Regions from separate parts of the Mus musculus genome. Here all the other regions are linked to region 2. A link is a contact called in public HiChIP or PLAC-seq and promoter capture Hi-C data. All regions are on one chromosome and are shown on one strand. Each heading gives the region's core, a stretch centred on a gene start, on an enhancer-like site or on the middle of the called end of the contact. The rest is flanking DNA. Distances are from core to core; before and after follow the strand shown. Region 1 holds the start of Rbm33 (RNA binding motif protein 33). Region 2 holds the start of Nom1 (nucleolar protein with MIF4G domain 1). Region 3 overlaps Rbm33 (RNA binding motif protein 33). Region 4 holds the start of En2 (engrailed 2). Region 5 holds the start of Insig1 (insulin induced gene 1). Region 6 overlaps Rbm33 (RNA binding motif protein 33). Region 7 holds the start of Paxip1 (PAX interacting (with transcription-activation domain) protein 1).

The links. Promoter capture Hi-C pulls out the DNA fragments that hold promoters and counts their contacts. HiChIP or PLAC-seq counts read pairs in DNA pulled down with a chosen protein or histone mark. Capture Hi-C pulls out chosen DNA fragments and counts their contacts.
Region 1: a contact with region 2 is called in a promoter capture Hi-C map of second pharyngeal arch cranial neural crest. The contact joins the promoter of Rbm33 here to the promoter of Nom1 in region 2. A contact is called at or near these places in 14 of 39 promoter capture datasets (the 3T3-L1 cell line, 3T3-L1-derived adipocytes, the C10 cell line and 9 more) and 2 of 9 other capture datasets (adipose tissue and liver).
Region 3: a contact with region 2 is called in an H3K4me3 HiChIP or PLAC-seq map of embryonic stem cells, with 5 times the contacts expected there. The contact joins the enhancer-like site here to the promoter of Nom1 in region 2. A contact is called at or near these places in 8 of 39 promoter capture datasets (the C10 cell line, cranial neural crest, embryonic stem cells and 5 more), 4 of 115 datasets of contacts at active chromatin or transcription factors (embryonic forebrain, embryonic stem cells and thymic regulatory T cells) and 1 of 9 other capture datasets (embryonic stem cells).
Region 4: an H3K4me3 HiChIP or PLAC-seq map of forebrain shows a contact between it and region 2, with 5 times the contacts expected there. The contact joins the promoter of En2 here to the promoter of Nom1 in region 2. A contact is called at or near these places in 4 of 39 promoter capture datasets (cranial neural crest, frontonasal cranial neural crest, maxillary cranial neural crest and 1 more) and 3 of 115 datasets of contacts at active chromatin or transcription factors (embryonic hindbrain, embryonic midbrain and forebrain).
Region 5: a promoter capture Hi-C map of liver shows a contact between it and region 2, with 3 times the contacts expected there. The contact joins the promoter of Insig1 here to the promoter of Nom1 in region 2. A contact is called at or near these places in 2 of 39 promoter capture datasets (embryonic stem cells and hippocampal neurons), 3 of 484 Hi-C or Micro-C datasets (B cells, CD4 T cells and CD8 T cells), 2 of 115 datasets of contacts at active chromatin or transcription factors (astrocytes and pro-B cells) and 2 of 9 other capture datasets (adipose tissue and liver).
Region 6: a promoter capture Hi-C map of neutrophils shows a contact between it and region 2, with 5 times the contacts expected there. The contact joins the enhancer-like site here to the promoter of Nom1 in region 2. A contact is called at or near these places in 8 of 39 promoter capture datasets (the C10 cell line, cranial neural crest, frontonasal cranial neural crest and 5 more) and 1 of 115 datasets of contacts at active chromatin or transcription factors (large pre-B cells).
Region 7: a promoter capture Hi-C map of pre-B cells shows a contact between it and region 2, with 4 times the contacts expected there. The contact joins the promoter of Paxip1 here to the promoter of Nom1 in region 2. A contact is called at or near these places in 4 of 39 promoter capture datasets (cranial neural crest, hematopoietic stem and progenitor cells, hippocampal neurons and 1 more), 3 of 484 Hi-C or Micro-C datasets (B cells, CD4 T cells and CD8 T cells), 5 of 115 datasets of contacts at active chromatin or transcription factors (astrocytes, embryonic stem cells, epiblast stem cells and 2 more) and 2 of 9 other capture datasets (adipose tissue and liver).

Annotation. Positions count from the first base shown.
Region 1 is chr5:28,314,718-28,318,473 of GRCm38.p6, forward strand. Rbm33 (RNA binding motif protein 33) reads left to right here and starts at 2,472. Exons shown (of 19, transcript NM_028234.1): 1 at 2,472-2,693. The coding sequence starts at 2,651. Gm35602 (a long non-coding RNA gene) reads right to left here and starts at 2,370. Exons shown (of 5, transcript XR_003955879.1): 1 at 1,777-2,370.
Region 2 is chr5:29,432,393-29,436,402 of GRCm38.p6, forward strand. It overlaps Nom1 (nucleolar protein with MIF4G domain 1), which reads left to right and starts at 2,275. Exons shown (of 11, transcript NM_001033457.2): 1 at 2,275-3,251; 2 at 3,538-3,665. The coding sequence starts at 2,286.
Region 3 is chr5:28,397,383-28,400,947 of GRCm38.p6, forward strand. All of the region lies in intron 15 of Rbm33 (RNA binding motif protein 33), which reads left to right. Among named protein-coding and RNA genes, the nearest start is that of 9530036O11Rik, 68 kb to the right of the region's middle. Within about 2 kb of position 1,544, at least 55 of the 459 cell types and tissues checked have an H3K27ac peak or open chromatin away from gene starts, as enhancers often do. A contact at or near this core is called in embryonic stem cells, where this site is marked.
Region 4 is chr5:28,163,648-28,167,734 of GRCm38.p6, forward strand. En2 (engrailed 2) reads left to right here and starts at 2,049. Exons shown (of 2, transcript NM_010134.4): 1 at 2,049-3,537. The coding sequence starts at 2,880.
Region 5 is chr5:28,069,945-28,073,983 of GRCm38.p6, forward strand. It overlaps Insig1 (insulin induced gene 1), which reads left to right and starts at 1,468. Exons shown (of 5, transcript NM_153526.5): 1 at 1,468-1,851; 2 at 3,603-3,727. The coding sequence starts at 1,494. The region is part of intron 1 of Gm35223 (a long non-coding RNA gene); the gene reads right to left.
Region 6 is chr5:28,350,120-28,354,226 of GRCm38.p6, forward strand. Rbm33 (RNA binding motif protein 33) reads left to right here. Exons shown (of 19, transcript NM_028234.1): 7 at 2,353-2,524. Among named protein-coding and RNA genes, the nearest start is that of Rbm33, 35 kb to the left of the region's middle. Within about 2 kb of position 1,947, at least 30 of the 459 cell types and tissues checked have an H3K27ac peak or open chromatin away from gene starts, as enhancers often do. A contact at or near this core is called in neutrophils, where this site is marked.
Region 7 is chr5:27,790,241-27,794,015 of GRCm38.p6, forward strand. It overlaps Paxip1 (PAX interacting (with transcription-activation domain) protein 1), which reads right to left and starts at 1,310. Exons shown (of 21, transcript NM_018878.3): 1 at 959-1,310. The coding sequence starts at 1,039.

The DNA of each region.
Region 1 (3,756 bases), core at 1,222-3,721, 1.1 Mb before region 2:
GGCAGTGGAGATACTGTCTCTTCAACAAGAAAATGTGAATGTAGAAAGCGTCTCTCCCTGGAGAACTATTGATCACTGAATTCCATTTCTTTCTTGTTAGAAGATTTTACTTTCTCAATGCCATAGCTATGTTAGAGCATGAGATTTGAGTCAAGATGGATACAGAGTTGAAATCGTGATTCATTTGTTGAAAGTGCAGATCCAGAGACTTTTGATTAATTTAATCTTCACTTGCCCCACTTTTTAATTAGTAAAATGTACGGCCCTTATGGAGGCATAGAGTGTGGAGCAAATGATCATTCCATGACTTATAGACTGCCTGTGCTTCTAACTTGCTTTACTTTTTGTGCTTTCAGTCACTATTCCATTTTATTTATTTGTTTGTTTATTTATTTAAGCCAATAGAAAGTCTTTATTATAGCTGGTCAGTGACTACACTGGGTGTTAGGTAGACGTCTTTGATCTCCACAAAAGACATTGTTCTCCTACTTCATTCTGTAGGTACACAAGATTTTTATTCACTCATAATTGAAGTGTTAGTTAACTCAGGTGAAGTGTTTCAAATAGAAACTATTCTTTTGGAATATAGGATTCAAAAGCCAAGATTTGGGTGTTAGGTGTCAATGAAGGCACAGTGTGTCTCCAAGGCCACCTAGGTACTCACTGAGGGGAAGGTGCCTCCTTGGCTTAAAAGCTACTGACCTATAGAAGCCAGTGTATCTAATAGCTCTGAGAGTTCCTTTTTTTTCGAGACAGGGTTTCTCTGTATAGCCCTGGCTGTCCTGGAAATCACTTTGTAGACCAGGCTGGCCTTGAACTCAGAAATCTGCCTGCCTCTGCCTCCCGAGTGCTGGGATTAAAGGCGTGTGCCACCACGCCGGGCTGAGAGTTCATTCTTAAACCCTCACGTTTAGATAGTAACCTCAATTAGGAAAGCACAGAGGGCGAGGTTCCTGTGAGGTATTTAAGGGCTGAGCCGTGCTCTGAAACCATTTTCACCACAAGCGTTGCAGTTTGGTTTCCTGGTTGACACTGAGCCTTTAACAGGTTTCTAGAGGAAGTTAGAGAGCTGACTGAAGTGGTATGTAGTGATAAGGAAAAGGGGGTGATTAAATCTGTACTCACAGCAAGTGATCACATCTCTAAATACTAGGTGTTCCTACATACAGGTTAAATGTTTTTCTAGTGAATGTTTCAGTACAGAATGTTTAGAGTTTCCTGTCCTGGAGAATTTCAGTTTTAGGTGAAATTAAGAAAACTACTTTCTTAAGGTCATAGCTATGTTAGAACATGAGATTTGAGTCAAGGCAGACATAGAGTTGAAATCCTGACTCATTCGAAGTGGATATTCAGTGGCCTTTGAGCAATTTAATCTTCATTTGCTATAATTGAGATGCACGTCTTTTTTCATGTGTAATACGTTATAAAGTATTATGAAGTAATTTTATCATTGTACCTATTTTTGAGAGGTCTTTCTCAAGACCAGCACTGATATTATCTTGAAAATATTCTCAGTTGGGTAGTCCATCCTGAACAGTGTAAAAATTAGGAAAAGGTGACAAGGGGTTCAAGCAGTTTAGATATGAATTAATGTGCTTTCTGACAGAAATCTAGTTAGTCAGTGAGGCTCCATGCCAGGCTTACTTTTATTGGGCAATGACTTCATGACGATTTTTTAAAAAAGGAATTTTTTTTCCTTCTGTTTCTTAAATGAACATTATAAAGCAGGGATTTTAGGGATTTTTTTTTTTTTTTATGAGGAAAAATTTCAATCACCTAAAAGTTGAATTTCACAGCAGACATTCTTTTAGCTCCCTAAGACTTTCCGGGAATGTGGATGCCCGCGTCTGGAATTCTCACTGAGCGGCGACCAGCCTCCATGCCGGGCCTCTCCAAGGGCCCACCTGCGGGGCTCCTCCGCCTTCCCAGCTCGCTTTTGCCCGAAACCTCGTCCTCAAAGCCGCAGGCTTGGGGACTTGCTTTAGGATGCTCTGGAGTCCGTCTTTGAGGTCGTGGTACCTAGTGCCACCGCCACACACCTCCTCTCCTTTCCTAAGACCCTACGCGCGAGGCTTTCCGCCAGCTCGCGCGAACGCGAGTGCGCGTGCGTCGATGTAGCGTTCGCGCGCCTCAAGCTTGGGGGCGCGGTAGCCAGACTCGGCCGTTAGCGTCTCCGGCCGCGCTTCGGCTCCACTTGCCACGGCGGCTCAGCCGTCGTAAAGCGCAGCCGCGCCTACTGCTGCAAGGCGATTTATGTCGACTTTACGGCGTGTGGCCGTCCACACTCCTCCCGCCTGAAGCCTCGGCCTTCCAGCCCGGCCGAAACTGTGTCTGTGCGCTGCTCTTTCTAGCGCGCGCCGCCGGGCACTCGCTGGCGTTCAGGCACCCGGGACCTTAGGCGTCCGCCCGCCGCCGCCTGGCTCTTCCGCCCGCCTTGCTCCCGGCGTGCACCGCGGCGCGGCCATGTTGCCGTAGTGTTGTTTTCTTCCTGCGGAGGCGAGGGTCCGCTGCGGACCGCGACGCGCGGGCCTCGCCTCTGCTCGCTCGCGGGCGCCGGCCCTCGCCGCTCCCCCGCCTCCCCGGCCCGCACCAGAGCCGTCGGCCTGCCAGGAGCTCGGGGGACGGCTGAAGGCCGGGCCCGGGGACCACCATGGCGGCCGCCCTGGGCGCAGGCGGAGGAGCAGGCGCTGGAGGTACGTGGGCCGCGGCGGGGGCCGTAGACCGGGCACCCTTTATGTAGGGCCTTCGTGCTGCCCCGCCACAGACGGAGCCGCCCCGGGCTTGCCGCCGCCGTTCAGGCCGGGAGCGCGGAGCGTTAGGCCCGAGGCGGCGACGCGAGGTCGGCGGCGGCCCCGCGACGGGGTCGGGGGGCCCTGGCGACTTCCAGTCTTCTTGGAAGATGCGCCCTGGGCAGCGGCAAGCAGCCTACTCAGTGTAAAAAGAATTTTGCGGTTTATTAGGGTGCTTTAAATAAACCTATTATCATCTAAGGAAAACTTGTGTTTGGCAGTATGCTTGAAAGGGATGAAGACCGTGTACAAAGGGTTGGTTACTGAACCAGTTGTTTGAGTATTTTCATTTCGCAATCGTAAACGATATGGAAAGACTAGCCAGTTATAAGTAAAACCACGTTTTGTTGAACGAGGGTTTTTTTTTTTTTTTTTTTTTTTAAAGATGTGGAACAATAAAAAAAATGACGTTTCAGGACTTGGATAAAAGACCCTCACGGTAAAATGTGGACAACAAAAGCATTTGCCAGCTAGTTCTGGCTATAGACACTTGAACTATTCTACATATTCCAGAGGTGTTAGTGATGCTTACTTACAGATTGGGGGTTGGGGTGGGCATGTTAAACAACCCTGCTTAGGAGTTCTGACCTCAAAACAAAAAACCCAAACGGCAGAGACTACATCCAGAATGCCATTTCTGGCAGGATGTGGTATGGTATATGTCACTGCCAGCTTACATAGATGATTTTTTTTTTTTTAACATGCAGATTCGAGGCTTTCTAGTTAAATGCTTAAAATACATTTTGTCTACTCTACCTGATTAGAGAAGGTAAAAACTTAAGGTTTTATATGTGAGTCTCAGTGTTATGGGAGCCCTTGGGTCAAAGCTGTTTTTAAAAGATGAAGATGATATTTTCATTTTCCATTTTTTCTCACTAGTGTGGTTTGGTTTTCCAGAGGCTGTGTGGCATGTGAAGACTTGACATGGATGGCTTGGGGACTATGCGCTTTTATGATCTTTTAAGTT
Region 2 (4,010 bases), core at 1,025-3,524:
CAGGACAGGAACTCAAGCAGAGCTTGAGGCAGAAACTGATGCAGAGGCCATTGAAGGGAGCTGCGTACTGGCTTGTTTGTCATGGCTTGCTTAGCCTACTTTCCTATAGAACCAGCCCAGAGATGATAGCACCCACAATAGACTGGACCCTCCCCCATCAAACACTAATAAAGAATATGCCCTACAGCTGGATCTTATTGGAGTCATTTTCTCAATTGAGGTTCCCTCCTTTCAATTGACTCTATCTTGTGTCAAGTTGACACAAAACTAGCCAGGACATCCCTTCTTCAGACAGACCCTCTATCTGTCTCTCAACAGGCTGTATTTTTATTCATTGCTTTTGTGTCTCTGTGGCAGAATGCCTGAGAGAAGCAAGTTATAGAAGAACACACTTGGTGCTGGAGAGATGGCTCAGAGGTTAAGAGCACTGACTGCTCTTCTGAAGGTCCTGAGTTCAAATCCCAGCAACCACATGGTGACTCACAACCATCTGTAATGGATCTGATGCCCTCTTCTGGTGTGTCTGAAGACAGCTACAGTGTACTCATGTACATTAAATAAATAAATAAAAAGATGAGAAGGGGGAAGAGGGAAAGGAGAAAAGGAAGAGTCATAAGAATAATAATGATGAAGATGACACTTATTTTTGGATCATTCAGATGGTCTCTGTCCATCATGAAAAGAAAGACCTGGAAGAGTGGTTCAGATGATGTCAACAGGAATATGTGTTATGGAATGTTCATGTGGCAACTGCAACTGCCCAGGCAGCAGAGACAAGGGCAATTCCAGTGCCCCCTGGCTTTCTCCTTTTCCCTTTCATTTCATCTGGACCCTGCCCATGAGATAATTAATGAAAGCACATCGGGGATGGGTATTTTTCTATCTGTTAACCAGCTAGATATGCCCCATGGACAAACTAAAAAGGAGCCTCGGTGTCTCAGGTTATTGTAAATCCAGTCAGACTGACAATGAAAGTAATCACAATAGCTTGCTTTCTGTGTTGTAACCCCCGAATTAGTGATACTAGAGAGATGTCAGTGTTGTGTACAGACAGTTTGCCTCTGCATTCCCTGCCCTCCCCCAGAAGCTCCCATCCTCCCTCTATCCTGGGGCAAGCACAATATGCAGACAACTGGTTTCTGTGCTGTGTCCTCCTGCAGCAGTCGGGGCTCCTTCCCCTTCCCCTGGCGTTAGAATGGTACTACCCATAAAACTCCCCTTAATGAAGACATTCTGAGGAGACATCCTCCTTTGTGTCTCCAAAAATCAACACTCCTGCTGATAAGCAGCAGAACTCCAGATGCCTGTCTTTGAGACCTTAGAGAAATAACAAGCTCAAGGGAGACCATGGAAAAAAGGTAAACAGAGGTCAGGTCACAGACAGTTACAACTGGCCATAAAATTAGTCCCTGAACAGACACCCATTAACACTCCCCCTTCCCGATACACTACCAATCCACCAAATGATTACAGCCCTCTAATCCCCTTTTCTGTAGGGATTCCTAAACTAAACTGTATATAAACCCAGTGTTTTCTGGACTCAGGGTCGTTTGCCAGCATTCACGTAGTGAGTGTGAGGCAGGAGAGCTGAGTTCAAACTTTAAACAATAAAAGACTCTTTCGAGTTGCAGTGGACTTTGCAATTCTTGAGCTCATCTGGATTTCCCGTGGACTCAGGGCACAACATTTGTAATTGTGATAAGCACTAAGGCCAAAAAGCAACTAAGGAAGAAAGGTTTATTTAGTTTAGACTTTCACATCAAGTCCACCTTTGAGGGAAATCAGGACAAGAACTCAAAGCAGGAACCTGGAGGTAAGAACTAAAGCAGAAAGTGGAGGAACAATGTTTGCTGAATCTCTCGGGCTCTGTTCAGCCACCATTTCTATGTGATGGCTAAAGAAACTCCATTTTTATGCCAGACATCCATCTTGGTACCCACTGTGAAACTATCTCAAAGGAAAAGGAAAAGGAAAAGGAAAAGGAAAAGGAAAAGGAAAAGAAAAAGAAAAAAAAAAAAAACCAAAAACACACAGAGAAACAGAATTGACTGCCTTCTCATGGGTACACACGCACGCAAGAAAATGCAAGGATGTGTGAAAATTTATGCTACAGCCATACCTAGGTTTTCTCAGTGCTTCCCAAAACAAAGTACAAGAGCTTCAGATTTTAAAGGACTCTACTAGTGTCTGTGACCTGGTACCCTCCTACCAGCAGAGGAAACCTCCCACCGTCCTTTTTAGTCCATTGAAGCGCGCTTCCGGAAGTCCCGCCCCTTCCGGAAGTGATGCCGCGGAACGTCCCGGAAGTTAACGGCGTCTATAGGCATGGGGCTTGTGAGTTGTGGTGTAGAGCAATGGCACATGCTCTCTTGAAACGTAGCGGCGTCCGCCGCGGTCTGGGCGGCAGGGAGGGTCCCCTGAAACGGCTGCGGCTGGCCGTGGAAGACTTCGTGCGGACTACCTCCGAGAGCGAAGCCTGCGAGAGCCGCAGCGCTGTGGCGCGCTCCCGGCCCGGCGGCCGAAAGAGCCGCAAGGAGCTTCGTAAGGAGAAGCGACACCTGAGGAAAGCGCGGCGCCTGCAGAGGACAGTAGGCTCCGGGTCAGGGGACCAAGGGGGGAATGTCGGCCTTAACGATGGCCCGGAGACTCGACGACCGCCCACTGAGGTGAGACCGACGCCCGCCAAGGCCACAGCAACCCCTGCCAAGGCCAGTGCCCCCTCCACTAACACCAAGGCCTCGGCGGCCCAGCCGAAGGCCAAGGCTAAAGGTGCTCCTGGAAAGCCTGGTCCCGCCACCGCCACCGCCCGGAAGCGGGCACTTCTAGCGGCCAACGAGGAGGAGGACCGAGAGATCCGAAAGCTGGAACGGTGCCTCGGCCTCCACAAGCGTAAGAAGAAGGGCGATGGTAGCTCGGTGCCGCTCAGCTTCGCGCGCGACGGTCTGGACTACATCCTGGGGGCCCTGGAATGTGGGAGCGGCGGCGGCCTGTACGAAAGCAGCGAGGAAGAGGAGGAAGAAAAGTTGGAGACTGGACAGACAGTCTTGGAGAGTGACCTAGAGAGCAATTCTAAAGAAAGTGAGGAGGACCCAGACTGGCAAGTGCTGCAGGAGGATCAGGAAGATGTAAACTCGAAAAGGAGAGGAGAAGCAGAAAGTGGGACTCGGGGAAATAAAGGGACTAAGAAAGTGCGTTTTGCAGAAGTTGTAGAAAAGAGCAGAAGCTCTTCGGAAGATGACATAGAACAGCAGGTATGTCACGAACAGCCTGTAGGCCCTCTGGGCTGTCATTCCAAACGGAGTGAGGGGCAGAGTACAGAACAGTATTTGCACTAACACAGTAGCAGCCACAGCCTGCTGAGGGACAGGCTGACCCAGGCCATTCTAGGCAATCATAGAGCTTCACTTCGTTAAATAGCAGTACCCTGCTCCAAGTTCTCATGGGGTTAGTGTTTGGAGTAAGTAACAACAACAACAACAAAAGATACCGGATTTTCCACTGTACATTTTTGTTTACAATTTTATTCCTGTTTTCAAGGAGAGTCACTCTGTTGAAAGTGGTGAAAAGTACATCCCTCCTCGGCTGAGGAACGAGGAGGTAATAGATGTCCACAAGAAAGAAGAGCTAGACAGGCTCAAGAAACATGTTAAAGGCCTAATTAACAGGTAACCTTACAGAAATATGACACACTATCACTTAGTTGTAGAAACTATCTGAAAAGCCAATGATGGAGGCTAGGACTATACAGTGTTTTGGATCCTTGTTCTTGGTTGACATAACGGGACTTAAATTTGAACAGGTAGGATGCTCAACTGTTTGATATTGCCCTTTCCGTGTTTGAAAACAACCCACAGGGTCATTCTGAGAAGCAGAAAGGAACAGGACATGACTCTGTCCTAGGAGCGGCCTGGCCGAAGTCTGCAGGTCTAGCCTGCAGAAGTGAACTCATCTAGTGGTAAGCAGGGTCTTCAGCCCTTGAGGCACCGTCTGTTTTTAATTGTCCATTTTAA
Region 3 (3,565 bases), core at 294-2,793, 1.0 Mb before region 2:
TTTATGGCTATCTAACAGAAAATCTATGTAACTAAATTGAAAGCGCTCAATAGTTCCTTTTGGCAGTCATTCTCTAGCCAGGCTTTTTGACCAGTACTACTTAAGAACATGAGTCTCTGTGCTTAGCTCTAGCCAGCTGTTGTTATACCTCATACCAGTTGTGAATGACTCAACTTCTTTGGGCTTGTGTGTGTGACTTATAACCTGTGAGCCTGGTGTGACTCGCAGTGGGTGTTTCTTGTCTTTCATAGCTAATTTAAAAATTAAATCATTCATCTTTGCATATTTCATTTTGATTTTTGAGATAGGGTTTCATGTAGTTCTGAATTTGCTATGTAGTTTGAATTCCTGATGTTTTTGCCTACATTACCAGATACAAGAATTAAAGTGGGTTGCCACTATACCCGACTTTCTTGAATTTTTTTTAAATCGTGAAAGATGGAGAGTCTGAGTTTAAGACAGTAGATTTTAGTCATTTCTTTAATTATGTTACCTTTAAAGATGTTTTCATTCATTTGTCTTCTAGTTGTTGTACATTAGTTCTTTTTATTGGAATTATTTAGGTCCTCTTTATTAAAACAATTTCATCGTGATAATAGGAAACAATCCTAAAGATTTTCACAAGAATGATTTCTTGGGGGCTGGAGAGATGGCTCAGTGGTTAAGAGTACTGGCTTGTCTTCTAGAGGTCTTGAGTTCAATTCCCAGCAACCACAAGGTAGCTCACAACTGTCTATACTAGGATCTGATGCCCTCTTCTGGCATGAAAGTGTCTGTACGGATAGAGCACTCATTTACATAAAATAAATAATTTTTTTCTCTTAAGAATAACTTCTTGATATTCTGTGTACTTGTGATGGCTGGATCACTGTTCAGTTATGCCTGGAGGAAGATGCTGTGTTTCATATAGAGCTTGTTGTTGGCACCATATCTGGCATTGACTGCTCTGAAACTCATTTTTTATAGCACATAGAACTTGAAGCTCTCCTTCTCCAGGGTCACAAGCTAGCCTTCTGTGTGATCATCTGACACATAAAAGCTTCCCTGCTTTTGCTATAGAAAAACCCATGCTTGGGTAGTTGTCTATCTTGGCTGCTTCTGGGATTCTGTGCTGCTGCTGTTTCTTCTTTCTCTTCATCATCACCATCTTCATCATCATCTCAATTTTCTGCCTATAAATGCTAGGTCTGGTGGCTGGGAGGAGTTCTAGAAGAAAATCGGTGGCAGATTAAAGTGTTCCTGAGGATTTAAAGAGGTCTGTGCTTCCTGCTGGCATTTGCAATGGCTACTGTTTGTCTAGGGTTGAGCATGTGCCACTCACATTTTCATTTCACTGTGGAGCAAACTGAGTCTCCACATAACGAAGCAGTAGGTCCAGACATCTGGTTGGGTTCAATTCTGAGTCTTGGCCCTATTTAATAATAAAAGCAAAGGTAGGAAACATCAAAAGTTTATTTCCTGTGACTGCTGGGACCATCAGTCCTTCTCTGATTAACCTTAGAAACAAGCAGTTAAAACAAAGCCTTCAGCCTCTTCTGGCTCCTGAGAGGTGAAACCCAGCTCACCTCTGAGTGACCTTGGTTACTTGATTTACATCTTTGCTTATCAGTAAAACAAAGGCCTAGTTCCTTTCCGGGAACTATCCTTTGGTTGAAGGGAGAAAGTGGAAAGTAGGCAGATACTTTATCCTGATCCCGGTTATGAAAGATTTAGAAATTTGGCAGCAAACTAAGTAAACAGTTGTCTTCTTTGAGCACATGGAGAAGTGGGAGAGACTCAGGACCCCCACCCAGCAGGAAAGCTGGCTGGTCCGCAGTGGGCTTCTTTGTATTTGTTTTTAAAGGCTGTCCTACTATCCCGTGGAAGACCTCAGTTGATCTATGGGAGCTTGCTTTGGAAAATGGGGTGAATTTGTCCCTCTTCTTCCCTGTCTTAGAGAGGCAGTGAGGGTATCTCCGTCCTTCTCACCAGGCTTCCTTTAGAGACAGTGTGTGGGTCCCTCTTTCTGTGGGTCACAGGCTAAATTTCGTTTTGTTACATCTTGGATGAAAGAGAAAATTTGAGGCCTTGTCCCTTTCCCACATCCACCAGGGGTTTCTATCTTGTACTGCATTTGCTCCTCCACCCCCACCCTCTGTCTCTCTGTATTTCAATGTCCATTTATGACTAAGTAATTTCTCTTCCTCCGGTGGTTTATGAGAAGATTGGAGGTACAGAGTGCTGCCTTAGGCCAGAGGCACTAGAGACTGTAGCTACACACTGTATAGTGCACCAGCCTAGCCTGGGGTCTCACCCAGAGCCATATGTTTGATTTCTGGTCTCCTTTTAGTCTGGAGCAGTCTCTTGGTTTTTATGTTGCTTGCCTTTGACCTTTTAAAAGACTACAGTCTGTGATTTTTGTGGCCTTTGCTGTAATTTACATCTTATCTATTGCTTCTTCTGATATGTTTGAGGTTGTTTGTGTTTGGCAGGCTCGACATAGAAGGGAATGTGTCCTTGGTGTGGCTGTGCAGACTTGCCCTATATTGCTGAGATTAGCTTTAATGACTTAGGTGAGGCAGTGTTTGCCAAGTCTTTTCTACAGCTGGCCTTACCCACTGTAAGTTGTAGTTGGGAAGGAGCTCTGAGTGCCCCACTTACTACACTATCTTCTTACCATCCAGCACTGATGTGTCCAGTTCTAGTGTGCCTTGTGTATCTGCTCTTACTTGTTCATTTTCTTAACTTTAGTCAGCTTTGTGAGGTTTGGGTTTTTCAGTGAACTGTCACGGCCATTATTTACGTTGATGCTAGATCTCATCATGATTCGCTAGAGGGGCTCTCTTCTTATTGGCTTCTGTGTCCATAGAGAACTCTCCATTGTTCTTTGAATGTATGCTTATTTCCCTATACTCAAACTCTTGTTTGATGTGTCTCAGCCTTTTTCTGTGTGGCTCTGGGGTGGGTCTTTTCTTTAGAAGTCTTTAGTTCCTTGGAACACAGATAACAGGGGCTGCTGTGTTCATCAGCTTCTCATTACTGTGAAAAGGTGAGTAATTGGTTTTAAAGAAGAAAAAAGGTTTACCTTGTCTCACCAAGTCAGGTTTTGAGCCACAGTTTCTAAGCCTCACCTCTTCAGCGTTATACAGAGAAGGCCTTCTTTTCTCCTAGCAGCTGGGCAGAGGAAGAGAAAGGAGCTGAGGTCATCTCAAAAATCTCTCCAGTCATTAGCTTTCCCTGAGATGACACGAAAAAATATTTGCCCATGGATTACAGTGACAGACAAAATACAATTCTACCCAAATCCACCTTGGTAAGCCAATGAGTTTACAGAGCATAGAGGAAGGGTAACTTACAAGGATGTAAGTGACCTCCAAGTTGTATCACTACCATGTCCCACTCCATTGTAGACAACGACCTCATAAAAGATGCATCATGGAGTTCTACTTTTCAGTGAAGCTCCCATGTCTTATATATGCTAGCATTTCCTAAGATCATTTATAGCTGCAGGAGGGCAGGAAAGAGCCATGGCAGAATCCTAGGTGAGACTCTGGGACCATCTCTTCCATTACAATTACAATGACCC
Region 4 (4,087 bases), core at 799-3,298, 1.3 Mb before region 2:
TCCTAAGGATGCTCCCTAACCCACTCACTGGTCCCATTTTCATGAAGGTAGGTAGACTTCAAGGTTTCTTCTCTCTCTTTCTCTGTTTTATCAGTCCCTTACCTAGGAAGGACCTAGCAGGTATTTTCCTAGTCAAAAACTTTGGTGAGGACCCCTTCAGATGAGAAAAATAGAGTCATGAAGAGGCACCCTTCCCCATAAGTACAGGGTGGCCATCCCACTTACATACCAGGCCTGTTCCCAGCATCTACCCAAACCTACCTCCAGCAGCTTGAGCCTAAAATTTCTGGGGGTGGTTGTCTGTGTGGGCTAACTTCTGGAACAGCCCTTGGGAGTTATTGCCCTTGCTGAAACCTGCCAGGTAGACAGTTATGTGCACAATGAGGCATTGCTTGGTGTGGGTGCCCAAGTCCAGACACAACTGTCAGCCTCCAGATAGCCTGGCAGGCCTCCATGCCTGGGTTCTGTAGGCTCTGATTCCTGCCCTTCACCAGGACCTGGCAGTTCCTTATAGGAGGCTACCTGGGTTTCAAGTGTGGTAGCCAACAGGCAGGACTTATGAACAACAGCAGCCTGGGGCCAGACACCCAGAAAGCCCTCTGATGTGATCCTAGGCTGTCTGAGGACTTTTATTATTATGCAGCCCTCCTGTGCCCGCCCCCCAGCTGCCCTTCTGGATGTTTCTCAAAGTTAATACATTTCCATATTTTTTTTCACAGACGTGGGAGCCTGTAGTAACCAGAATTTTGGTAGGGGAGAGAAAAGCAAACTGAAAAGATCTTGGGAGATGTTGGGGAAAGAGAGTAGAAAAGAGCCATTCTGTCAGCAACTGGAGGGAAGTTTAGAGAAGGAATAAAGACAGAGCAAGGGAAAACAAATTGGAGCTCCCCCTCCTATCACAGCATCCCTATTCTTTCAAATTAGCCTTGCTTTCTTCCAAAATCAGCTTAAATGTTTTGATACAAAGATAAGGAGATCAGTGGCCTGGTGGCTCAACATAGGAAATGGGGAGTACTGATGACTGGCTCTCTGTCTCAGTCTCTGTCTCTGACTGGCTCTCTGTCTCTCTCTGTCTCTCTCTGTCTCTCTCTGTCTCTGTCTCTCTCTCTCTCTGTCTCTGTCTCTGTCTCTCTGTCTCTCTGTCTCTCTCTCTCTCTCTCTCTCTCTCTCTCTCTCTCTCTCTCTCTCTCTGTGTGTGTGTGTGTGTGTGTGTGTGTGTACAGCTGTATTCAGGATCACTTGTGGGGTGGATGGGTTAAAGGTTTGGCTAAGCAGTCATCACTCATTTCTAAATTAGAAGATCATGTTATAACCCTTCTTAAATAATCCTTTTATTTCTCCTTTCTTAAATGGTGCACTAAAGTGTATTCTCGCATAGATAAAGATCTACGTTGAGGTTCCCGAGGAGCCACTGTCCACGGGTGGAATCTTTCCGTATGCATGCGTCTCCTGCACAGGCACAAACATGCATGCTGAGAGTAGGATTCTGCAGGTACCTGTGCTCTTGCCTGCCGATTAGGACTGCACGCTGCTGGGGAACCAAAGTGACAATTTTCCCCTCCACCAGCAAAGAAAGCGGGTCACAAACGTCCCTTTGTATCTCGGTACCTCATTTAATTTTATTTATGCATTTTGTGCAAGGAATTGTGGGATCTCACCACACCGTAAACAATATGGGAATGTTAAAAAATAACGATCTTTCGGCGCGTGTCCAGTTAGGCGTAGCAGTGACCTGGTGGGACTGTTCACAAGCTTCCTCAGCGTCTCTAACCGAGAGAAGATGAGGAGTGCGAGTGAGCACCGCTGACTCGCCGATGGATCTGGCTGGATTATAGGCTCCCGCGCCGGGAGCCCTGGGCACGGCCACTTTAAAGGGGGGAGGGGAGGTGGCGGCGGGGGAGGGGCGGCAGGCGGTTCCTGTCACCAAGCTGCCGCGGGCGCGTCACGTGGATGAGCGGCGCGGCTGCCATTGGCCCGAGGCACGTGTCCAGGAGACCGGCCCGCGACGTCACTTGAGGGGGCTCTGTTAAAAATAAGAACAAAAATCCAGAGTGAAAGTGTCTCAGGTTGCGCTAAGTGGCCTGAAATTTTCCCGAGCCCGCGCGAAAGCCGAGGCAGCGAAGGCGCGCGGACCGGGAGGGAGGGAGCGCAGGAGGCCCTGCCCGGCCCGGCCTCCCGCCCCTCACTCATGCGGCTCGGGCCGCGGGGCTGCGCGGGGCTCAGCGGGGGCGCAGCCGCTCGCCCGTGGGGCGCCCCGGCCCGCAGCGGGGCGGCGGCCTGGCGCGGGGAGCCCCGGGGCGGGCGGAGCGCAGCGCGGGCCCACGGCCCTCCATGTGCGTGCTGGCGGCTGCGGGCGCGCTGAGAACCCGCGCCCAGCAGCCTCGAGGGTCGGCCGGGACCGGCGGGTGGCAACGGCCGAGCAGTGGCTGCCCGAGCGGGCCCGAGCGGCAGTGAGCGCGGGCGGCGCGCTGCCTGCATGCGCGCGGCAGCGGCGGAGGCGGCGGCGCCGGAGCCCGAGGCTGCTGACCACCAAAAGGAGCGCGGAGTTGCACGGACGTCCCGGGTCCCCGGAGTGGTGCGGTGACCATCTAGAGTCCGGTGCGTCGCCAAGACCGGGACCCGCTTCCGTTGAATCGCCCGGCGTCCCTGCCGGCGGGGAGACTGGTGATTTGCTAACGCACTCCGTGGATCCGAACGTGGCTTGGCTCCGAGCGCGCCCGGCGACCTGTAGGACTCCAGCCCTGGCCACTGTCGCCGCTCGCACGCTCGGAGGACTCGGCTGCGTAGGAGCGCTCGGGGCTCGCTGTGTGCCGCGGATCGGCCGGAGATCGCTTTGGCGGTGGGCCGGTGGAGAGGCGATTTGGGATTTTCTGTGAAGTATGGAGGAGAAGGATTCCAAGCCCAGCGAGACGGCGGCGGAGGCGCAGAGACAGCCGGAACCCAGCTCCGGCGGCGGCTCTGGCGGCGGCAGCAGCCCGAGCGACTCGGACACCGGCCGCCGGCGGGCTCTGATGCTGCCCGAGGTCCTACAGGCGCCAGGCAACCACCAGCATCCACATCGCATCACCAACTTCTTCATCGATAACATCCTGCGGCCTGAGTTTGGCCGCCGAAAGGACGCGGGGACTTGCTGTGCGGGCGCGGGCGGAGCCAGGGGAGGCGAAGGCGGCGCTGGCACTACCGAAGGAGGCGGCGGCGGCGCAGGCGGAGCCGAGCAGCTACTGGGCGCCAGGGAGTCCCGACCGAACCCAGCGTGCGCACCCAGCGCGGGAGGAACGCTCTCCGCCGCCGCTGGCGACCCTGCGGTCGACGGAGAAGGAGGTTCCAAGACGCTATCACTTCACGGTGGTGCCAAAAAACCCGGCGATCCTGGGGGTTCCTTGGATGGAGTGCTCAAAGCCCGGGGCTTGGGCGGCGGTGACCTGTCGGTGAGCTCCGACTCGGACAGCTCTCAAGCCAGCGCCACTCTGGGCGCGCAGCCCATGCTCTGGCCCGCTTGGGTCTACTGCACGCGCTATTCTGACCGGCCTTCTTCAGGTGAGCCCATGGGAATCAGGCCGCTGAGGGGAGGCCCGCGGGGCTAGGGAGGGCGCTTCCTAGTAAACTTGCACGGAGGGAAAGGATCACATTTTCTCCTGCACACACACACACACACACACACACACTCCTCACCGAAGCGTCAAAGAGCAGCAGCCAGGCAGTTGGAAGGACACACAGACCTAGGACTCTGTTCTTCTCTCATCTCATCTCTCTCAGAGCCTCTCACAGACTCTCTCTCTCTCTCTCTCTCTCTCTCTCTCTCTCTCTCTCTCTCTCTCTCTCTCTCTCTCTCTCTCTCTCTCTTTTTCCTGGACCCTGTAAACTCTCTGCCATCCTCAGGCCCATAGTCCCCAGAACTGGTTATTCCAACTCTGGGTGCTCTCCTGCTCCATTCTTGGCCTAGTGTGACCGCTGCGAAGGAGCAGAGGAAAAACCACAAGAAAGCGGTGAAAACTGGGGCACCCTTTGCCAGTTTATCTGACGAACCCGGTAGTTCGTTCCATCCTGCAAGCCCGCGGCTTGGAGAAGGTGCAAAGATCTCAGAGCC
Region 5 (4,039 bases), core at 218-2,717, 1.4 Mb before region 2:
CAGAAGAAACAACCAAGTTGGTAACAGAGCAATTGTCTGAAGATATCAACCCCTGCCCCCAGGCAAGCATCACAAAAGCACACAAAGTATTATTAGAACCTCTTAGCCTACTTGGTAAGAATTATAACAAGAGGAAAAAAATCCGGGGGAGAGTCTGTAAAGACAAGCAAAATGGCTTGAGAAAAAGGGACTGAATTACATCTCAGTGCTCACAAGACAGATGCTTGGTGCTGGGGCGTGGGTGCAGGGTCTGGGACTGTCCCATCAAGCCAGCTTCCTGCAAGTGACTGGCATGTCTGTTCCTTAGGGCCAAGTTTCCTATGAGCGATGTGTCTGTTCCTTGGGGGCAAAATTGTGTGTATTTACACAGGTGTCGCTTTCTCAACATCTGTTTAGAGTACTTGCAGCTGATGATGGGTGGTAGAGGCAGCACCTGCTACATCCCACAGCAGAGACTCACTGCCTTTAACAATTTCCTATCAGCTGAAGCTGGGCAGGCCCTCCTGCTTTCTTGCTGTCAAAAAGGCTCCCATGTTGCTGTAATACACCATACAGTACTGATGTCCCCAACCCCCGTGTGTGTATGCCCATGAAACCTCACATGCATGGACTGGCCAGAGTGTGGAAAATGGCGAAGACCCAAGTTGCAACATTCCTTGAAGTCAAAACTGCTTCAAGCTCTTCCAAACAACGCATAGAGCCGCCTAAGAGAGGAGTGGACAGGCTGTGAGGGAAAGACAGCCAGGTCTCCACACCCGTGTCACGCTGGGAAAATGACAGCCCCCATGATCTCTGAGAAACAGCCTGCTTAGGAGGGTGACTTTGTTTTACACTTTTGGCACAAAGCCACATTCCTTACCTAAGGTCTCACACACACACAGTGCCTTTTCAGGCCTGCTCACCACCCTGTGGTTTTAGCCGGTGGCGTCTTGGCTAGGGGAGCCCTGGTCTGAGCTGTGAACCTGCAGAGCACTTGCCATTAGCAGCCAGCCCAAGCGATCCCAGGTCTTTTAAGCACTCAGGAGGGTTTGCGCTCCGGGTCCTTTCCTTCGGACCTGCGTGGACCTCATTATCTCAGAAACCGAGGTCCGGCAGCGCAATAGGGCAGCATCGGACCATCTGACTCGCTGGCCGCCCGCTCCGGTGCCCGCCCCGGCGCCTGCCCGAATAGCGCGCGCTCGAGCGCGTGCCGGGCACCAGCCCCACCCCCCCGGTGGCGTGTGCATACGTCATATGGGCCGCCCTCCTCCCATTGGCTCCGGCGGCCTCACCAGACCCCGAGCGGACAGGCGCGCGGACAGGGCGGGGCCGCTTGAAGACACGCCCCCCAGCAGGGCGCGCGGGCGGCGGATAGGCTGGGTGAGGTCACGTGGCTCCGGTGGCAGCCTGCCTTATAAGCGGAAACCGCGCGGGGCCGCGGCCGCTCCTGGGCCGTCCGGGCGCGGTACGTGTAGTGTCGTGGCGTGTACCTTCCATGCTGTGCCTGGACGCCGATGCCCAGGCTGCACGACCACGTCTGGAACTATCCAAGCGCGGGCGCTGCGAGGCCGTACAGCCTCCCGCGAGGCATGATTGCGGCGGCCGCTTGTCCGCAGGGCCCCGGAGTCCCCGAACCCGAGCACGCGCCCCGGGGCCAGCGAGCGGGAACCACAGGATGCAGCGCGCGGCCGGGCAGCTGGCACCACGACTTGGTGCAGCGGAGCCTAGTGCTCTTCTCATTTGGCGTGGTCCTGGCCCTGGTGCTCAACCTGCTGCAGATCCAGCGGAATGTCACGCTCTTCCCCGACGAGGTGATAGCCACCATCTTCTCCTCCGCCTGGTGGGTGCCCCCGTGCTGTGGCACGGCAGCGGGTGAGTGCCTTTCCTTGTTCTTGGGGTGGGGGAGGGGGATGAAGGGACACGTCAGCTGTTAAAGTCACCCTTGTTACAAGAAAAGGAGAACGGAGAGGGTAGGAAACCCCAGACGTTGGCGAGCGACAGGCGGAAGTTGGAGGGACTAGTGATGGAGATGAGGTCAGGAGATAATTGGCAGTTTAAGTGGAGGAGTCGCAGCTGTCTCGTTGAGCCAGAAGCCAGGATTGGCCGCCTGGAGAACTGGTGAGGGCAGCACCACGCAGCTATTGGCTGCCTGAGCAAACGTGCTACCTCGCTGGATAACTGAAAACAAACCATCACGTGCGCTCAAGAGGCAGTTGCCAGGGGACAGACTTCTCTGCCTTCTGCAGATTGTGGCTATCAGCCAAACCTTCTGGAACTCCGTGCCCAGTAGACTTGGGACAGGAGGAAAAAAGGAGCCTTTGGGCCTAAGCACACCTATGGTGTCACCTCTTAGGCCCAACGAAACTTGTAACAGTGCCACAGTCTTTTTTCTTTCCTTGATCATTTTGCTGCTTTTTGCCAAAAGTGTTGAGTAATTACAGTCCAACAGATCCTGCATAGTTTACAGTGTACAGCGTTGATAACCATTTGTCAAGTGTTTCTCCCCCCTCAGCCCTGCTTGTCCTTGTCCTGTCCTGTGTAGGTGGGCAGTATTTGCTCAGGTGCATCTTTCCTCCAATCTGCAGCCACAGGACAGCAGGAGCAGTGCCTGTCTGCTTTGAAGCCAGCTTTTATTGACTGCCTGCCTATGCTTTATATGCTGGGCTTGGGTGCTGTGCTGTAGCTGAGTCATGGGTTAAATGTAGGATGCAGGACACTTAACTGTTGATTTCCAAGGCTGCTTGCTCTCAGGCTCACCTGCAGCATTATGAGGGTCAGCCACATGACAGTTGTGTGCTTCTTGGTTGTTTTGGACTGGGGGTGGCCTCATTCATGCTAGGCAAATCATCTGCCACCAAACTACTATCCCCAGCATTTAAAAGTTCCTTGGGGAATAAGATGGAGATTTGAATTCTCTTTTCCTTACATATGAAACCTAAGGCTCTTTGAATTTGAAAGTTTATCTTCAACATGAAGCATCATGTTTGTGATGAAAGTTTAAGGGAACCCAGTAAACCAGTTTCTCATCTGAATATGAGGCTGGACTGGTACTGCTTTCACCACTGAGGCTGAGTGCCTGTGTTCACACTGGACAAGGTGGGACGGCAGCCTGACTGAGGTCTTGTGCCCTGTGTCCATGAGACTGCTCCCACTTGTACTGCAGACAGTCCCTCCCTTCCTGGGTTTTACTCTCTTTGTGTCTTCTGGAGTGCCCAACTTCTGCTGTCCAAATGTTTTGGAGTCCAATCTGTGTTTGTGACAGTTCCTAACTCTGAGAACCACAGAACCTTCTTTGCCCTCCACTTTACTTACATAATCCTCATTTCACACATGCGAAAACAAACTCGAGGAGACCTGTCCAGCCTCTCTCCCTTCTTGAGACCCTACCCTCCTCACAGTGTGAGACTTGTCTTCACTGGGGCCAGGTCAAGGCTGAGAAAAAGAGAGCAGTGTGGGGTGGCCTTCCCACAGCCTTTTCTTACAGGTGTATGTAAGGTAATACTTTGTGCTACAGGTGACAAACTGCCGAGGAAAATAAGTGGTTTGGATCCTACTAATAATGACCACACAAGGACTGATTTTCACCAGTGTATCCTAATCCTGTTTTGTTTTTCTTTAAACAGCTGTTGTCGGTTTACTGTATCCCTGTATTGACAGTCACCTGGGAGAACCACACAAGTTCAAGAGAGAATGGGCCAGCGTTATGCGCTGTATTGCCGTGTTCGTTGGCATCAACCACGCCAGTGCCGTATCCTCAGTTGGTGTCTGTGCAGAGGGTCATCTGGGTTGTGGCAGGGTATATTGACACTGCTCGTCCCCTCGTTCCTGAGCTTCAGAGTATGACTTGGCTTTCACGTGGCAGGAATTTTGGGGTTCCGTTCCTAGGACCTCTGTACTAAGAGTAGAAGCAGAGGTTTACTGTGGCTCAGTGGACTTTTGTCCTCTCTCTTGCCTTCTACCCCACTGATGTGCTCTGTGGTAGTGAGAGCCCTGTCCCTGTTCTCTGTCACAGGAGCCCAAGGCTGGTCAGGAGGTCCCTGCGGGCTTCTACTTTCCATAG
Region 6 (4,107 bases), core at 697-3,196, 1.1 Mb before region 2:
TGGTTTGCTGTGTAAGTTTTCCCATCAGATTACTATAGTTTTTGTGTTGTTGGCTGACTTATTTACTGGCAGTCTCTTCTGCACCAATTTGTTTTTATAAAGTCTGTATGCCAGCACCCCAGCAGGTGCAGTAATAGAACATGAAACCAGGTCGTATAAATCCACCAAGTTAATTCTTTTCTTAGGCTCTTTCCTGTCATGGATTTATTAGTATCTACTAGAAGTCTGGCTAGGGGTTTAATGGAGATGGCCATGTATCTCTAGATTAACAATGAATGTTTATTATTTTAAGATTTAATTTTTAAGGTTTTATTTTTATATTCTTTGGTATATGAGAGAGAGAGAGAGAGAGAGAGAGAGTGTGTGTGTGTGTGTGTGTGTGTGTGTGTGTATGTGTGTATTTGGTTATGTACACGAGTGCAGGTGTTTGTGAATACCAGTAGAGTGTATTGGACCTGCTAGTGCTGGAGTTATTGGTGGTTGTAAATTACCTTATGTGGGTGCTGAAAATTTAGTTTGGATCCTTTGTGTGAATAGTATATAGTCACTTAGCCATCTCTCCAGCCCTCCCTTCCCCCAGGTAACATGTTAATAAATTATCTGTTAATGTAAACATCTTGATTTTTTTTCTCTGTAATCAGAATCCTTGTTATTTATTTTGCCTTCCTGACTTCCGGTGCAGGTGCTATGTACCGCAGAAAACTTGCTTCAAAGCTGCTTTCCTTGCTGTAGTTTTAGTGCTGGGAAGAAGATACCTTATTGCTCATCAGATCTGCTCTCAGATTGAAGAGAATTCTTTTTGGTTCTAGTTTGCTTGTGGTGATTTTCTAATGGACACCAAACTTTAGTAATTTTTTGCATCTGTTGAAGTAATAATATAATTATTATAACTGCTGCACTAAGGTTTTTGCTTTGGTAGACATGATTTCTTTTCTGTGGTCATATTACTAACATGATATATGGATCCAAGAATTGGCTTCCCTGGGAGCTTGTTAGGAATGTGGACTCTCAGGCCCCACCCTGGACCTCCCAGGACAGAATCTATTTCTAAAAAGGATTTCCAGTCATTGGTATATATGTAGTGATATACGTTGGTGTATATCATTGGTGTAACAGAGAGTAGTCCGGCTGAAGCATGTGAAGGCATAGCAGGGATTTTTTGGCAATGCTGTGTTGAGGCCTCCTCATAGATACTACTCATTCTGATTGTCTATATGTACTCAATGATTCAGAAATTTTAGTATTACCCTAGCAAGAACGAGAAATTCTGGTGCTGCAGAGCTCTTCAGCATGCTGAACCTCAGAGCACTGAAAAGCCATAGGCATTAGGCTGAAAGTAAAGTCAGTGTCCATGCTCAGCATTTGGATTCCTGGATCTGTTTTCCCATTTATACTACTTGTTGTAGAGCCTGACTTGTTAGCTTTTTGCATTGAGAATGTTTAGGAAAGGAGATCAACAATAATTTTCCATGGGTTTAGTTTCTTATATATTTTCTAAGAATATGTCTTTGTTTCTTTGAAGAGTAAAGATAACGTTCATGATAATGAAGAGGCAAGCTGCAGTTTTTTATTACAGTGGTAGAAAATGTTTAAATGAACCTTATGTTTAGTACGTATCTGTCTTCATCTGCCAGTGGGCTACTGAGAGTGACCTAAGAGAGAGATGATAGGGCCATAGGAGCTTAAAAAGAAAAACTATATGTAAAAACTGCTTTAGTTTCAGTTAGCACTAGAGGAAAGTTTTGTAAGAGACTCTGCTAAAATAAAATCTGGTTTTAGTGTGAAGAAGTGGCAGAAGAAATGGTTTTTGTCTTTTACTGGTCTCAGCACTAAGTCTGTGCTGAGTTAACACTAGACAGGAAAAGTGAAGTAAGTAGGGAAGGGGCAGGGGTAGTGACCACAAAACCCCAAACTGACTTAGGGACTGCTCTCCTGACAGAAGATCAAACTATGTGGTTGGGGTCTATGAACTGTTCAACTTACATGGCTGAAATAGCCATTACAGCTTCCTGGTGAGTCCTGTGCTATTAACTGTAGTGTTTTCTCAGTGGTGAATTTACAGATGTTAGCTTAGCTCATGGTCATAGACAACTTAAGTTATGAGGAACTTTGCTGTGGTCTGAATTAGCTGTAAGGCAGCAGGGATGTTTAACAGATGTCTGTTCTCAAGCAAGTGTGGGCAAGCAGTAGTGGGAGGTTCTCATGTATTAACTGTAGGCAGGAGTTTGCAGGTTTTTCCCTACTGGAGTTGGCTTCAGGTTTCACATAGCCTTTTACCAGGCACTTTGAGCTGTACTTATATTTTAAGTGACTGTGTACTCATTCTCTCTCTTTGCTTCTGTCTGCCTGTAGGGAGGAATGGAAACCCTGGAACTCCAGAAAGACATAAAAGAAGAATCAGATGAAGAAGATGATGATGATGAAGAATCTGGACGATTACGTTTTAAAACTGAAAGGAAAGAAGGAACAATTATTAGGCTTTCAGATGTAACTAGAGAGAGAAGGAACATTCCAGAAACTTTGGGTAATTCTTGGTTTTGGCCTGTGGGTAAATTAATTAAATTCCCCCACCCCTTTTTGGCTTGTTTCCTTGATCTTTATTTCCACTTCAGATCTCTCCATATCTTTTTATGATTTATTGTTGGTAGGGTGCATGGTATAAGTGAGGCTGGTGCCCAGTTGTGCTATGCTCAACATTTTGCCAAACAACCACTTCTAGGTTATAAGTGTTTGAGTGAAATATTTAAAAGTATGTATGTATGTATTTATTTATTTATTAATTATTTATTTAGTCGTTTTCTTTGAGAGTATATGACCTAACGCTACTCACCTTTGTGTCCTGTGTTCTTGACTGTACTAAGGTGGTAGCAGGGTCATGCTTGGCTCTTCTCCTGGACTGTGTCCCTCAGGTAGCCAGTGCTAAATTCTGGCCATATTGATTTTATTTTGTACTTGTAATGTCCTTATAGCCATTCTTTTGGGTTTTCTCTACTTGTTCCTGGGTGGTCAGTGACTAGTTAACAGAGATCATTAACTGAATGTCAGGTACCTACCGCTGAAGACCTTTCTCAGACTGTTGCTGGCTGAGAGCATTAGCACTAAAACCCCTCTGTACACTCTGTGTCCTTTCCCACTGATCATTGGGTACATATTGGAGTGTCACAGTCACCCCAGAGCCTGGGAGTATTACTTAGTGGTAGAAGAAGTATCTGACTAGAGTGACCTGGGGCTTTGAAAGCGGTATTGGAGCCACTAACAGCCCTTTTGAGACTTTAGTCCCATGCATTGCCCAGGAAGATTGTATTTTCAGTGTGTTACCAGGTTCTGCTTGGACTTTAGAAGAAAGGAGACCAACACAGTGTGGCTTTCTCAAGAGGAAAGCAAAGCTCATCAGGGTCTACTTGCCTTTCTGTTTTGGTCTAGATAAAAATAAAGGTCAAAGCCTCATTGCCTTGATGGTCTGTCAGTCCCCCCTCCCCATCCCCCTCCTCAACTCTCTCATCTCTCTTTCTCTCTGTGAATGTGTGTTTTTTATTAAATAATTTAAAAAAAAAATTTATATACATTGGTGTTCTGCCTGCTTGTATGTGTGTGAGGGTGTCAGATCCCCTGGAACTGGAATTACAGACAGTTATGAGCTGCCATGAGGGTGCAAGGAATTAAACCCAGCTCCTCTGGAAGAACAGCTAGTGCTCCTTACTGCCGAGCCACCCTTTATTGTTTTGAAACACCATTGCTTATATTAGTTATTGTTCTATTGCTATGACAAAATGCCATGATCAAAAGGAACTTAAAAAAAAAGTATTATTGGGGTTATAGTTTCAGAGGCTTTGAGTTCATTGTGGCACAGCAAAGGTATGGTAACATGAATTGTTACTTGATCCACAATGAGGGGCCAGAGAGAACAACACAGACACTGGGAATGGTGTGAGTAGTCCGAAAACTCAAATCCTGCCCCTAGTGACATATCTTTTCCAACAAGGCCACACCTACTAATCCTTCCCAAATAGTTCCACAAACTGGGACAAACATTCAAATATATGAACCTATGTACCTTGGCATTCAAGGCTTGGGGCTTGGCACCCTGGCTAGGAACAGTGAGGGAAT
Region 7 (3,775 bases), core at 60-2,559, 1.6 Mb before region 2:
CACCTCCAGCACCTCCACCTGTTGTATTTGTAGGACTCAGTATTCAAGGGCACTCTTCTACGGCACTCCGTGTACCAGGCCCGATGCCCAGACTGTACTGGGGTGCTCACCACCTGTGAGCTTCCTCAATCTGTATTACAAAACTTAAAGAATGGGTGCCCTGGCTCTAAACCTTTTAAAGAAGGCACTATTTCAGAATACAAGGGCTTACAAGGGGGATTTTTTTAAAGCACTCAGATTTCACACATAGTTGGGCAAACAGCGCAGCTCAATGTGTTCTTGGTTTTAAGTGACATTTAGTCCAAGGCCCTTATAAGAGCAAAAGTCCTAAAACGAAGAACAAGAAAGGGTAAAAGAAGAAATGTGGTGGTAGTAGTGGGGTGATCGGTACTAGAAAAAGTCAGCTACAATCACTGATCACACAACCGAAGACCCAACGGACTTTGGTTACTAGGATACAAGTATGAGTCTCTGGAAAGCCAAGCTCAGTGGCTCTTGGACAATTCCTTCCTTAGGACCCGTTTAGCTTACATTACCAGACACCGAAGGCGACACAACTGTAAGCATAGTTTAGAAAAGAAATGTTTGGGGCACTGTCCTGAAGATACCACGATCACAGCCACTGTCCTGTGGATGGATTCAGACCCACGATCACACGCACGAATCACGGTGACCGTGTAAGCAAGGGTACCTTCCATACCTACCGTACAATCCACCCTAAGGGAAAAATCAGGGGCCGGGAGGACAGGCCCCTTGGCAAGGGACACGCTCAGCAGGGCCCCGGCAAGATGCTCGGCCGGCCGCTGCGCTAGGTCGGTGCTCGCGAGGCCCTTCCCGCGGCCCTTCGCTGCCCGGCGTGCCCCGCGGCTCCGGCCTGGGGTCCTGCAGGGCGCGCGCGCGACGAGGCGGGGGCGTGCGGGGGGAATGGCCCGGCAGAGGGGCCCCGCGCGGGCGGTACCTGCGGGTCGATGTCGCCCACCGCGTAGTACTTGACCTCGCGGAATAGCTCCTCTGGAACTTCGGGCGCCGGCTCCGACATGATCGCGGCGGCGCGGCGGCGCCCGGCCCCGCGTCACCCGGCCCGCCGCGCCCAGCGTCGTAGCTCTGCCTACTGCCCGGCGGCACAGCCCGGCCCGCAGCCGCAGCTGCACTCGGACCCGCGCCCCCGCCCGTCCGAGGCCCGGAGCGCGGGAGCCGTGCGCGCCCTGAGGCACGTACCACCACACCAGCTCGGCAGGGGAGTATGTGGGACCCTCCCGCCTTGCGCGCCGCACAGCGCTCCTTACACCACCGCTTCGGGCATCAGTGCTGATGGTCTACAATAGTTCGTACGGCACATGGCAGCCTTGTCCCGGCCGAGTTTTCACGACCGAGAACCGAGGACACAGAGAGACTATTTCCCTCACATGGCCGCAGTGGACTAGCCAGGGGGCGGGTCCTGGGCGGGACTCCCGTCACCCCGTGCGGCCACCTGACAGCGCATGCGCCAAGGAGGCGGAGCCTCGGCACGGAAGGGGACCTGAACAATCCAGCGTTCGCTCTTCAGCTGTCGCCAGCGCTGCTGTTGGACAGCACGCGATCCGGCCCAGAGTCAGGCAGACCCTGGCTAATGGTTACTTTCCTTCGTCTGCCCCTTCCGCATCTACTGAGGTAGTTGGCGGGGAACTGATCTTCGATGAGGCAGGTTAAGAGCAAAGTAGGAGCCGGCGACATAGCTCAGCAGGCAGACATCTGCCGCCAATCTGAGTTCGATCCCTGGGACACACGTGATGGCAAGCAAGAACCGGCTCCAGCAAGTTGTTCTCTGGCCTCCACAAGCACACTGTTGCGCACACACGTACACACATTACACACACACTCTCTAAATAAATGTACATTTTTCTACGTGTATTGGAGTTTTCCCTGCATGTATGTATCTGCACCCTGTGAGTGTCTGGTGCCCACAACAGTCAGAAGGTGGCTTCAGGATCCCCTGGAACTGAAGTTACACGACACGTGGGTGTTGGGAACCAAATTTGGAGATGCTGCAAGAGAACCAAGTGTTCTGAACTGCTGAGCCGTCCAACCCTCGGTCAACATAGTTTTTAAAGGTAAACAGCAAAATCTATAAAAATTATCTTAGCAGATAATTATATTAAATATGGATGTGTAAAGTTACAGGAAACAATGACAAGCTGAAACTGCTGTGGGGCGCTCGCAGAATGACAAGTCCCGCAACTCGTGATACTGCTCTTTAATCAAGTTTTGTGTTTTCTGTGACCTTCATGCAGATAGAGTGTTGTTCTTTTTTTTTTTTAAGATGTATTTATTATTATAATATGTACGTACACTGTAGACACATCAGAAGAGGGCATCAGATCTCATTACTGATGGTTGTGAGCCACCTTGTACCTTGTGGTTTCTGGGATTTGAACTCGGCCTTTGGAAGAGCAGTCAGTGCTCTTAACCGCTGAGCCATCTCCCCAGCGCCCCCCCCTCCCCCCCGGGTGTTGATGTTCTTATAGTCTCAAACGAACTCAGAGCAGAGCCATTTTGTTTTACAGCGATCAGAAAATAAGCACCCTGTTTAAGTTGGATAAACTGAGTTCAGTTAGGTTAAAAACAAATGGCTTGGCAATTAGGATCATTTACTGCTCTAGCAAAGGACCCAGATTTGATTCCTGACATCCACACGGATGTTCACAGCCACCTATAACTTCAGTTCCAGGAGCTCCAATACCCTTCTGGTGTCTGAGACTATTACAAGCACTGGGTACTACAAGCACAGGCAAAAAGTGAATGTGAAACTAGAAAACACAGTAATGGGAGTACAGTCCCCTCTGCCATGAGAAACCAAAGGAGATGATTGAGATAGTATTTTCTTATGGCGCTTTGGAAGTCAGTAGAGTGTGTGTGCATGTGTGTTTCTATGTATGAATGATGTATGTGTATGAGAACTTCCAGCTGTCTGCACCTCCAGTTACAAGAGTTCTGAAGCCCTACACATACAAATTATGCAGGCAAACGAACTAAAAAATCTTTAATAAACTAAAAATACATTTGGATAAGTATACAGTGTTTTCATTTAGTTGTTCTGTTTAGGTGACTACACACCCAGTAAAGTTAGGTATTTTTTTAAAAAGATTTATTTATTTTATGTATATGATTACACCACCATTGCTTTCTTCAGACACACCAGAAGAGGGCATCAGACTCCCTTAGAAATAGTTGTGAGGCACCATGTGGTTGCTGGGAATTGAACTCAGGGCCTATGGAAGAGCAGTCGGTGCTCTTAACCACTGAGCCACCTCTCCAGCCCAAGTTAGGTATTACTAAGTTCAATTTAAATGTATAGGCTGCAGCCTAGCTTCTTAAACTTTATATCATGACTCCATTTGCGGATCAGAAAATAATTGGCAGCAGTAGAAGGTTTCCAAACATGCAAGGGTCAAAAATTATTTTAAAAAGTGTGGTAAATCCAAGGTGTTTCTGGTCATGCTGGCCCATGCCGCACTGTACCCCTTCACGAAGCCTTGGTTCTGAAACAACACATGCACTGTGTATTCAGGGGTCATATGATACAGGGCCAGCAGATGCTGCGGAAACACCTCAGCTCAGATTCGGGACTGCTGTCTCCCATGAATTCCAATGTTTGTACTGTACATACAGAATTTTCTGCTTGTACAGAAACATAATGGCTTAATTTCAGGAAACAAAGACTTATTTCCCAAGTAATCCATGCCTGTCAATTAAAACCAGCAACCAAACGCCTCCTCTTGTACTCAGGAAGCCCCAA